Regions from separate parts of the Sus scrofa genome. Here region 1 is linked to region 2. The links are chromatin contacts, called in public Hi-C maps. All regions are on one chromosome and are shown on one strand. Each heading gives the region's core, a stretch centred on a gene start, on an enhancer-like site or on the middle of the called end of the contact. The rest is flanking DNA. Distances are from core to core; before and after follow the strand shown. Region 1 holds the start of DDX20 (probable ATP-dependent RNA helicase DDX20). Region 2 holds the start of ST7L (suppressor of tumorigenicity 7 protein-like).

The links. Hi-C and Micro-C count contacts between places; a contact is called where the count stands out from the background.
Region 1: a Hi-C map of embryonic fibroblasts shows a contact between it and region 2, with 2.0 times the contacts expected there. The contact joins the promoter of DDX20 here to the promoter of ST7L in region 2. A contact is called at or near these places in 1 of 47 Hi-C or Micro-C datasets (embryonic fibroblasts) and 1 of 2 datasets of contacts at active chromatin or transcription factors (alveolar macrophages).

The regions. Positions count from the first base shown.
Region 1 is chr4:108,634,333-108,639,953 of Sscrofa11.1, forward strand. It overlaps DDX20 (probable ATP-dependent RNA helicase DDX20), which reads right to left and starts at 2,050. Exons shown (of 12, transcript XM_001928544.4): 1 at 1,999-2,050; 2 at 1,443-1,813; 3 at 672-766. The coding sequence starts at 1,764.
Region 2 is chr4:107,818,648-107,824,001 of Sscrofa11.1, forward strand. ST7L (suppressor of tumorigenicity 7 protein-like) reads left to right here and starts at 3,831. Exons shown (of 17, transcript XM_013988151.2): 1 at 3,831-4,065. The coding sequence starts at 3,858. CAPZA1 (F-actin capping protein subunit alpha 1) reads right to left here and starts at 3,159. Exons shown (of 10, transcript NM_001097454.1): 1 at 3,121-3,159. The coding sequence starts at 3,159.

The sequences.
Region 1 (5,621 bases), core at 800-3,299, 810 kb after region 2:
GAAGAATCACCATCAGATTTACATGACTGAGAACTTGAAATACAGTCTGTCGTAACTGCATAATCACACGGTAAGAGTATAAGGATCCTAACTGATTCATCTTCGTATCCCCAGTGCCTGGCATACTGTTTATACATAACAGGGGCTCAACAAATCTTTGGAGAGAAATGATCCCCAAATCCAATCCCTGTTAATTTAGGTAAGGCTCTCTTAGATCTACTCAGAAAGAACCCAGAAGAAGGGAGATCAATATGATGCATTCACTGGAAGAACCACCCGCAATTATCAGCACCTCATTACCATGAATCAGGCCAAATGCTAAACCTCACTACAACCCAGGAGCAAATAAAAGAACAAAGACTCCTTATCTGTAGTTTCAAGTAATGACAAAACTGACACACTTGGCAGATTTATTTTATTTAACAGGAGTAATGACAGAAATGTCCAAGTTTCTGTAACACAATATAATGTATAATATATAATAACATAATGTATAATGGTCACCATTCGCACCACCACCACTCAACAGCCTCAATGCCTACTTTCCATATGTCTTAACGCAGTCATTCACCAAATTTACTTCTACCTCTGATGAGTTACTGGTATTTCATCTGCCCTGTAGTAAAATCCACATAACATACCCTCCTTTGGGTCCTCTGAGCTAAACTCACCTGGGTGCTTAAGTTTTCAAGGACAAGAGAGTCCAAAGCAATGGTGGAAAATACACAGGTTTTCCCAGTGCCAGACTTAGCTTGAACAATTAAATCTGAGGAGGAAAAAAAAAATTATCACTAGCTAGGACAGACGGAAGATGAGGTACCAACATGAAATCCCAGAACTAGAACGGTCTCCAGGAATCACCTAACGTTAGCACCTTCGTTTTAAGTTAACTCTTAAAAAAAGGTATGAGGCCATATCCAGACACATGCTTCCTCTCTGGACCTCTATCATTTATTTCTTTTATTTTTTTTCTTCTGGCCTAGAAAGCAGGAATTTATGTCCTCAAAGTTTTGGAGGCTAGAAGTATGAAAACAGCGGGGCCACTTTCCCTCCAAAAGTTCACTGGTTCAATCCTTCCTTGTGTCTTCCAGCTTTTGATGCCTCCAGACATTTTTTGGTTTGGAGCGCATTAACTCCGATCTCCGCCTCCATTTCACATGGCTCTCTTCTCCGTCTCCCTTCTCTTCTAAGGACTCTTGTCATTGCATTTATGGCCTACTCTAATCCAGGATGAGATCCTTACTACCGTTTATCCTCTCAAGCCTAGACCCACTGGTCGGTGTGCAATGGACCTTAATCACCTTCAAATTCAGGACTGAGCCTCCGTTTGACAGAGGCAGAAACTGAGGCTCGCGAGCGTGGGGCGTCCCCCGCCCTCGCCGCGGGCCCAGCCGCCGCTGCCCCCCTTCCTCCCTCCCGCCCTCCAGGGCCCCCGCCCTCACCGAGTCCGCAGCGCCCTAGAGGGATGGCCTTGAGCTGCACGGGCGACGGTCGCTCGAATCCGGCCGCCCGCAGCCCCTCCAGCACCGGCCGGGACAGCAGCAGCGACTCGAAGTCCGCCGGCTCTGCCAACAGCACGTCCCCGGTGCGGGTCCGCGGGCCGCCGACGTCGTGAGCCGTCCGAAGGCTCCGCACGGGCAGGGAGGCTGGCTCTGAGGCCGAGAACTGCCCGGCCACCTGCTCCGCGGGCATCGCAGGTTCCGCGGGCATCGCAGGCTCCACGGTCGCTAAGGCCGCTGGGGCTTCCGTCGTCGCCGCCGCCATGGGAGCCGCGCCGCCGGATCTCGCGGTATTTGGGGGCGAGGCGAGGCGCCTGAGAGCGAGAAGAGGAAAAACTTTATTGGCAGTCTTCCCGCGAAGACACAGACAGGCGGGCCTCGAAGAGGAGGGGCAAGGGACGGAAGTCGGAGGCTTAGAAAGACTCGGAAACAGCAGCTACAAGGAAAAACTGTGGCCTGAGGAAGGCGGGAAAAGGGAGGAGAGGGAGACTGAGGCTACCTGTGTGACGCCGCCGCCTGCGGCCTGCAGAGGGCGCCGCGCGCTCACGGTGGGAGCGCCGCCCCGCCCCCCCAGCCCTCTGTGGGCGGGTCCTCCCAGCCGTGCACCGCCCCGTCGCCAGCCTCACAATGCTGCCTTTTGTGATGCGCCCAGTGCGTCACGGTCCCGCCCCCGGACCTCGGCTCCGCCGTCCATTCCTCCCGATCCCCATCCCTGGCCCGCCCCAACTTGCAGCCTCCTCACGTGCCGCTGTACTCATCTCTGCCCCAGCCCCTGGCACACAGTGAGGTCTGATCGAAGTAAATTAAATTGTGCTGACAACTTCCAAATCCATATCTCCACCTTAGGCCTCTCTCAACTCCAGACCTGTTACATCCACCTCCTTCTCAACACCTCCATTCGATGTCTGATAGCTCAGATTTAGCGTTTTCTGTGTGTAGCTTCTGTCCTTTCCCCACCGGCATCTCATGGATGACAACAGTCTTTACCTAAGTCTGCTCAGATGTCACCTTGTCAAAGAGGACTTTTCCTAAACACCCTGAGATAGCTCCCCCATCCCGGCGGCTCCCTGGCGTTTCCCCCTACTCTCTGATCCCTTCTGCTTTATTTTTCTTCATGGTACTTAGCATTAGCTGAAGTCATTTGTGTTTATTGTCTGTCTCCCCCACTGTATGAGGGCAGGGACCTATTCTCTCTTGTTCTCTGCAGTATCTCTCATCAGAAAAAACCAGTCCGACATGGTGCTCGATATTTACTGAATAAACGAGCTCCGATAACAAAGTCCTCCAAGTGTAAGGATTTCTGGAACCAAACCTTTTCACAGTTCCAAATCTAAAGTTATTCTGCACCGAACCCTAACTTTTTCCTTTGTCCTTATACCATAATTCTGGTCATTCTCTCTCACTGGTCTCATTCTTCCCTTCTCCGAGACACACACACACACACACACTCAATTCAGATTCCAAAGGGTGTAGGAGGGACTTTGGCATGGCAATCCATTGGAAAGGGGTCTTCAGGATGCATTTTTTCTTAGAAATTTACAGAACATTGAGAAAATGTCAGCTGTTCATATGAAAGAAGGAGGGCTGTTGGGAGTGGGCTTTCCACACTTTCTCTTAGTAAGTACCCCACTTTCCTCATCTACCTAATCCCCAAATCCCAAACCTGGGACTTGCTCTATATTCCACCCTCCACTATCCCTTTCCCCTAACAATTACGCGAGGGCTGGTAATTTTGCCTCCAAGTATTTCATCCATTTCTTTTCTCCAGTCTCCATAGCATCTGTTCTATTCTTAGGTCCCTTCATCATGGTAACTGTTGCAACAACCTCCTGAATAATTCCCCCCCCCCCAGGCAGGGTTTCTTCTCTCCCAGCCACCCACCCACAGGTGCTGGAGTGATCTTTCTTCAGTGGATATCTTAGGTTGCTTGGGTCCAGCTTCAGATCCTGTTCCTTCTGACAGCCTTTTTTTAGTTCCAGGCTCCCACTTCTCACAATAAATGATTCCAGCCCAGCTCTTACTTTGTTCTGTTTACTTCTTTATTTATTTATTTATTTATTTATTTGTCTTTTGTTTACTTCTTTAAATCTCCATCCTTCTCACTAAGCTACGAGTTTCAAAAGGATGGAAATTTCATTGCCCTATGCCCTCCAGCCCAGTACCAGGCCCTTGGTGGACCTAATCAACTTTGAAGAGTGGACCTTTTCTTGCTCAAACTGATTTTTATGGAGCCGGATTTTCATGCTCCCAGCAATAGTTCTGTAGAACTCATACCAATCACCCATGAAAAAGCCAGCTCTCATCCCAAGAGAAAAACCCTACTTTCCCAGAGAAGAACACTTATAGTTTTATAGACATTGTGTTATTGCTTTTGTTGTTTACAGTTTTATGGACACGAATATTGCAGTAATGTTACTAGGGATGAATTCTATTGCCGTAACTAAAAACACAAATTAATGAAATTTTTCCTCAGTGGTTAAAAATTATAATCATGTTGTTGGTCATAATTTTTAGTGCTGTAAAGTTAAAACATAAAGGTTTTATAGACCATTTAAGAACCAGGTAAAGCATGAGAGTAACAGACACAGAAACCTGTTGGACTGTTGTCTGCCTCCCGGCCTCCCTCAGGATAAAATCACAATGGGACCCCAGCCTCTTTTTCTGCTGTTCTGTCCACCTGGAAACAAGAAGAGGGAAAGCTTCTATGAACTGAAGAAGCCAGAGTAAAACAGAGACTCAGAATGGATTTTCAGGTTCAAGTGGTCCTAAGCAATCATTTCACAATGGAGGTTTCTGCAGCCGAAAGGAAGGAACATAATGTAAATAAAAACACAGACAGGGGAGCTCCTATCGTGGCTCAGCAGGTTACCAACCAGACTAGTATCCAAGAGAATGCAGGTTCAATCCCTGGCCTCGCTCAGTGGGTTGGGCATCTGGTATTCCTGCAAGCTACAGCATAGGTCAAAGACATGGCTGGGATCCCTCTTTGTTGTGGCTGTGACATGGGCCGGCAGCTGCAGCTGGGATTCAACCCCTTGCCTGGGAACTTCCATGTGCCCCAGGTACGGCCATAAAACAAACAACAAAAAATACCAGGGACGTAAGGCGGCTCACCCAGGTGTGAAGATCCATGGAAGTATGTGGAAAGAAGGGAAGAAACGAAGGTTTTTAGAGGCAGTGTTTTTCATTTGACCCTTAAAGAAACAAAGGGTAGACAATGTTATTATTTGCACTCCCTCTGCAAACATCTCTTTATTCCCTCTTTCAACAGAAATCTTCTAAACGCTTAATATCAATCAGCCAAAAGCTGGAGGTACAAAAATGGGATAAAAATAAACAGAGCATTTGCCCCCAGGAAGAAAGAGAGAGGCAAACAGGTAGCTCTGATCGTGGAGGAAATATGCAAGTAACAGAGGGGGTGTAAAATCATGCAGTACTGACATTTTTCAAGGCCCTAGTTGCTCAAAGTGCGGCTGTCATGTGGGAGAGAGTGAGAACTTCTGAGAAAGGGAGAGAAACGGCTTTTGGTATTCAGAGAACACTAGCTTTCTTCTCGATGCCCTTCTCAAGCCCACCCCAAATCAAAGTGGTTTAAAGCATGCATGGAAGGACAGGAAAAACTCCACGCCCGGATGCCTCTTTTCCTCATCCCTGGAGTCTAGCACTTCCGCCCAAAGGCAGGACACCAGGAGAAAAAGCTCAAGTCCCAAGAAGCACTGGGGGCCGAGTTTTCTGAGCTGATCCTAGAGGCTAGATAAGGAGTTCCTCAGGCAGCGGGGGTGGAAGGAGCGCTCACCAGGCAAAGTTAGAAAGATATTCTGGGCAAAGGGAACAGTTTGTGCAAAGGCGTGGAAGCATGAGAAACCAAAGGAGCTTAGGGAAGGTGTGAGCGCTTAGCGTGAACGGAGGCAGTATGCAGAAGTTAACCCGGAAAGGAGGCTGCAGAGATGCCTTGGTCCCACAGGATGGAGGACCTCGTCGACCACCGTAAGGAATATAAAATAAATGTGTTAGGCTCTCCCAAAGCCGGGTACCATTATGGAGCAATAGAGGGAGAGACAGCTGGAAATACAGGTCAGGGCTTGACTGATGCCAAAGCTGAGGACTTGGGATTTTAACTTG
Region 2 (5,354 bases), core at 2,581-5,080:
CCAAACAAGTAATTAACTTCATAATTCAAGTTTCCTAATTATGGTATTTTTGTCATTTTGGTCTTGTTAAGCATTTGGAACCAAATACTAAAGAGTCTAAATAACTAGAGGAGTAGAGCTCATTCTCAGAAACTGAACTCGAGGATAAGACTAAAAGCATTTATTTCTGCAAGTTATTACACTTTCAACTTCCTGTTTTATTTAGGCAGCTCATCATGACCATTTCAGGTAACAATGCAGAAGTTAAAAAACCCAACTTCCTCTTTATAAAGTAATTAAAAACTATAGCAGTTAGTTATGAGAATGATTGACCTTATTAACTTTTATAGAAGTACTTGCAAGGAAATCAGAGACCATTGCCACCAAATTCACCTCTGGGTTCACTGCTTTCAGAAAACGTAACAAAAATAAAAAGCAGTATTAAAATGTATTTGGCATCATGACACACATGCATTAAAAAAATCCTATCGAATGCAGTTGAAGTCTTATTTAAAAAGAAAAAAATGAAAATGTTACAGTTCCTTCAAAGAAGAATCAACACAAACTAAGGCTGAAAATAACTTGTTTGTAATGGTGCCTTGGTTGTAAAAGTTTTCTACAACAAGAATCTCACTTAAGGGTCACTTGTTTATGAATGCTAAGATATTCATATCAGCAAGTCTTTTTGGAAAAATAATTTTTCAATTTTTGAATTCAGTTAAAAGGCATCAGGAGCCTGGAGGTAAAGAGGTCAAGGTAGGTTAGGTACAAAGCTGAAGAGGAATTAAAGTAACCTTACAAGTCAAAGCCCTTTCTTTTTACTTATAAAGAGCCACAACAGAGAAATACAGATCAGTTCATCTCTGGAAATAAAAACCTAACAAAATTTCAGTAATCTCAAATCCTATGAATTTATTATATGAGATTTTTAAAAAATCAGCTATTTTTAATTATCTACACTAACAAAGACAAGATAGCTAATCTAAAACTTGTGCACTGAATATGAAATTCATCAACATTTTCTGGCAGTAGATTTAACTTACTAATTACGATTTGCTTGCTCCATCATTACTAAAACTAAGCATTAAAAGAAGTATGCTGGGAGGTATCAGAAAATTGGTCACAGATCCGCTGTTATAAAATCAAAGCTATTAATGCTACTGATTTTAACACTGTCAATATCCAAAGATATCTTAATTTGCACTTTGAAACACATATTTTTTTCCCCAAGTTTAATTAAAAAGGCATTCTAGGAGTTCCCGTCGTGGCGCAGTGGTTAACGAATCCGACTAGGAACCATGAGGTTTCGGGTTCGGTCCCTGCCCTTGCTTAGTGGGTTATCGATCCGGCGTCGCCGTGGCTCTGGCATAGGCCGGTGGCTACAGGTCCGATTCGACCCCTAGCCTGGGAACCTCCATATGCCGCGGGAGCGGCCCAAGAAATAGCAAAAAAAAAAAAAAAAAAAAAAAAAAAAAAAAGGCATTCTAACACTGTTTCAAGAAGCAAAAACTCGACATTGGTAAACGTAGTATTGCTTGGGAACAGAATTGTTATCTAAATTCTTAGCGAAATTTTCCTGTAATAGCATTTTTGCTTAAGGTAAGTAGAGCATCGGCTGGGCTACCAAATGTTCTGTTAGCCCATGATTTTCTCTGTAATTTAATTTCATCTGACTCATAACTGCTTGCTTTAGAATAAACATTATAAATATTTTATTATAGTTTTCCCGGTAGCAATAAGTTCACATACAATATAAAATGCCCTTTTCCCCCAAATCTTATATATTTATGAGAATCAATTTCCAAGTAAGAGAAAAATCTAATGTTGAAGTGTTGTTCAATGGCTTCTGTTTAGCATATTCCTCAGCATTTCAAAATGACATGGTATATCTAAGTATGTCATACCAAATTGTTCTGTACTGACTACTCTTGGATGGTAAATAGTCCCCTTCTCATCCCAATCTCTCTTATTAAAAAAGGAAAGAGGCCAGATACATTTACAGAGCATTCAAGAGTGCACATTTTGTAAAAGCCACTGCGTGAAACAAGACATAATTCTTGTCCTGTTATGTAGTGAAATTACTGTAATTTCCAGAGGTTCTAAAATCTTTAACATAGTTACTAAAAGGCCTGACAAACTGTTAAGGTGTGCAGCTGTCAGGAAAAAAGTTATTCCACCTAAGGTAGAATATTCTCTTGTATTTAAGACACTTTTTAATAAGTAAGTGCACAAATTGCACACTCTCAAGTTCAACTATAATCAAAGACACCACAGTGGAGCATCAAAGAAGATGCTTTGTCCAGACTTGAATGTGTTAACATGAGTAGTATGTTCTACATAAAACCTTTGAGTTAAAGGGAAAAATCCGTTGGCTGTTCTTGATTTGTTAACAAAAAAATTTGAAAATTATTTTTCAGAAAATATCGTTAAGAGGATGTAAGAAGCAAGGGATGGAATCACGGGCGGGGGGGAAGCGTATACATACAATCCAGGGAGTGTCTACAGGGAAGTTCAAATTCTGAAGCAAATGTTCTGAGGCTCACACATTTATTACTGCCTATTAGTTCAGCCCATAGTATGTGGGAAGAGAGGTGTGTGTGGATAGTCAGCCAACATTTTAGGGACCTCTCCCAGTCGAGGAATCGTGACAGCAAAATCACTTCCTGAGGAAGGAGGAGTAAAGGGGAAGTTAAGAGGCCACCCCGACCAGGAAGTGACTCGCCCTAAACTAGCCCCAATCATACCTTAAAATGGGGGGATGGGGTGAGCCCCAACAGCTCAAGGCGGTAAAATAACTGCCTATGTCGCGACCATTGTCGCCCCCTCTCTATAATTACAAAAAAAAAAAAAAAAAAAGAGCCCATGGTCACGGTTCAATAACGGAGTCTCTTCTCTCGCAGGAAGGCCACTGGGCTGTGCCTCAGGCCCGGAGGAAAAGAGACTTGAGGAATGGGGAACTGGGGCCACCGTGAGGCAGAGGAAAGCCCCTCAAGAAGGAAGCGTCCCGACTGCGGAGAGCATATGCCAGCACAGGCCGAGAGGCTTCTTTCTCCTGGGGGCACAGCCAGGGTTCCCACGTCAGCCAGGTCGGGGCGCGGTTCCCTGTCGCGGGAGCAGGTGAGAGAAAGGCGGACCCCTTACCTTCTCCTCATCCGACACCCGATCCTCGAAGTCGGCCATCTTGGGCTGCTCTGGCTGAGCCGGGGCCTGGCGCGAGGCAGGCCGGGAAGGAAGCCGAGTGATGGAATCACAGCGAAAGCCGTCGGAAGGACCCGCCCGGAAACGCTGACCGCGAGGGCGCCATGTCAGTTACGGGCGGGGGGATGGCTTTGGCGCCGGGACTCCAGTAAGTCGGCTTGCCTAAAATAACTTTAAGTCTAGTATCTTTCGCACTGAGTTGCATTCATTTCCCCATTCATCTGTGGGACGCTAGGTGCGTGTTTCGACTGGTATTGGCGCCCACGCTCCAGCTGACCAAACGGCAGTTGCTGCTCCGGTAGATTTTCCCAGTACCAAAGCTATCCATGCAGCCGAGTCCAAAGGGCTGAGTACTGCTCGGACTCTGAAACGGTCGGTGGCTTTTCAACCCCAGGGATGGGGTGAATCGTGACTCACTCGTATGGAGGCAAAACACTTCACTTCGGGGTCACATCTCCGTCCAATAGCTGCCGCTATCCGGCCCTTCCCGCCCTCGGAAGGAATAGGTAGCCCTATTTTGGAACACTCCTCCACCTTCCAAATCTTCTCGGTCCTGGCTCCCTGGGGCTCTCAGCCTTCACGGAGGCCAACTTCAGGTCCTCCACTATCCCAGGATTCCCGACTCCCGGTTTCCTGCCCTTCTAACCCTCCCAACTCGCGGCGCCTGCGAGAGCGGCAAGATGGCGGACGGTGACGGCGTAGGTGAAGCAGCAACTGCTGCGGCATCTCCTCCAGCACCTGCTCCCGGCCTGAGCCCTTCGCTGGGCTGGAGGGAGCGGCTACGCGCCGGCCTGGCGGGCACTGGGGCCTCGCTGTGGTTCGTGGCGGGGCTGGGGCTGCTTTACGCTCTAAGGGTCCCGCTGAGGCTGTGTGAGAATTTGGCAGCGGGTGAGAGGCCCAGAGCTCCCCGAGGGCGGGAAGGGGGCCAGGAGAGGTGCGGGGGGCGAGGACCAAAGGGCAGAGATTCTCAATAGTTTTTGGAGGGCTTCGTAGAATGAGCCGGTGAGCGAGTGGGTTCTTTTTCTCTTGGGTCTCCGCTTCGCAGCTGATTGTCAAACCTGAGCTGCAGCTACCGGCTCCTCCCTAGAGCTCTTGAAGTTCCGCCCTCTCTCGTCAGTTGTTCACCCGAGCAAAAACGCACCTGAAAAACTGTAAGCTTCAGGTGGTAGGACAGATGAGAGCGTTTTCAGACTTGGATGCAGAATTTATAAACACCCATCACTGGTAGGATGCCTTGAAAAAAGTTCCTTTAATTCTCCTGCCGCTCAACTGAGAATCCATATACCCAGACAACAAAAATCTAAAAGAAAGAAAACACCACGATCCTAGCCAACCATTCTCATGTTTTAAAATAGTTTTGTCAAGAAATTGTTTTCGTGCTGTTTTTGTCCGTTCTGTTTTAGGCTTTATCTTGAGTAATAGAATAGAATAGTACAGGAAGTCAAAAGAAAAAGAGCCACAAACAGCAGTGGGTTCTTAGTTCTTTCGACATTTGTGGTGCCGACAGAAGACGTGTAAGAGGTGATGATCGCTTGGATTCTGCAAATATTATTCTTTAGCTGTAGCCAGGAAAAGTGGATGGGAGCCAGGGCCTTTTTTTATGTCATTACAAGTTGGCAACCTCAGATTAAGATGGAAGTATTTCTGTTTTGTGAGGATTGTGACTGACAGCACCGTAGTTTATTTTTCTGTAGCAAGAGAAGGCAAATGTCTCCTTTTCAATCGAAAGACTGTGAGATAATGTTCTGAAATATTTCGGATTTTTTAAGAAATAGTATGGAAATTCAGATACAACTAACACTAAAACATAATAAATTGGCCTTCTTAGAATGAAAAAGCTAATTTGATGTTTCTGTTACAGGTTAATGAAGTTTTGTGGTTTGTACACTCAGTGAAAAGTTCCTTATTGAGTATATCGGTTTTATTTTATTTTATTTTATCTTATTTTACATATTAACTAGATACACCATTTAGATGAGAGTCAATGACTTTATAGATTTCTATTTATTTCTAAAACCCAAAGTGTTTATGAGATAGTTATTTGAAGTGAAGAATCTGGTCCAGGTTTTCAGTGAATCAGGTCTGGGAGCTCCTTAGTTTGTTGCTATTCTCTTTAGGCTCTTTTGCTTCTCTAGCTGACATACCAAATACACTGTTTCCTTCCCTCTAATTTGAAA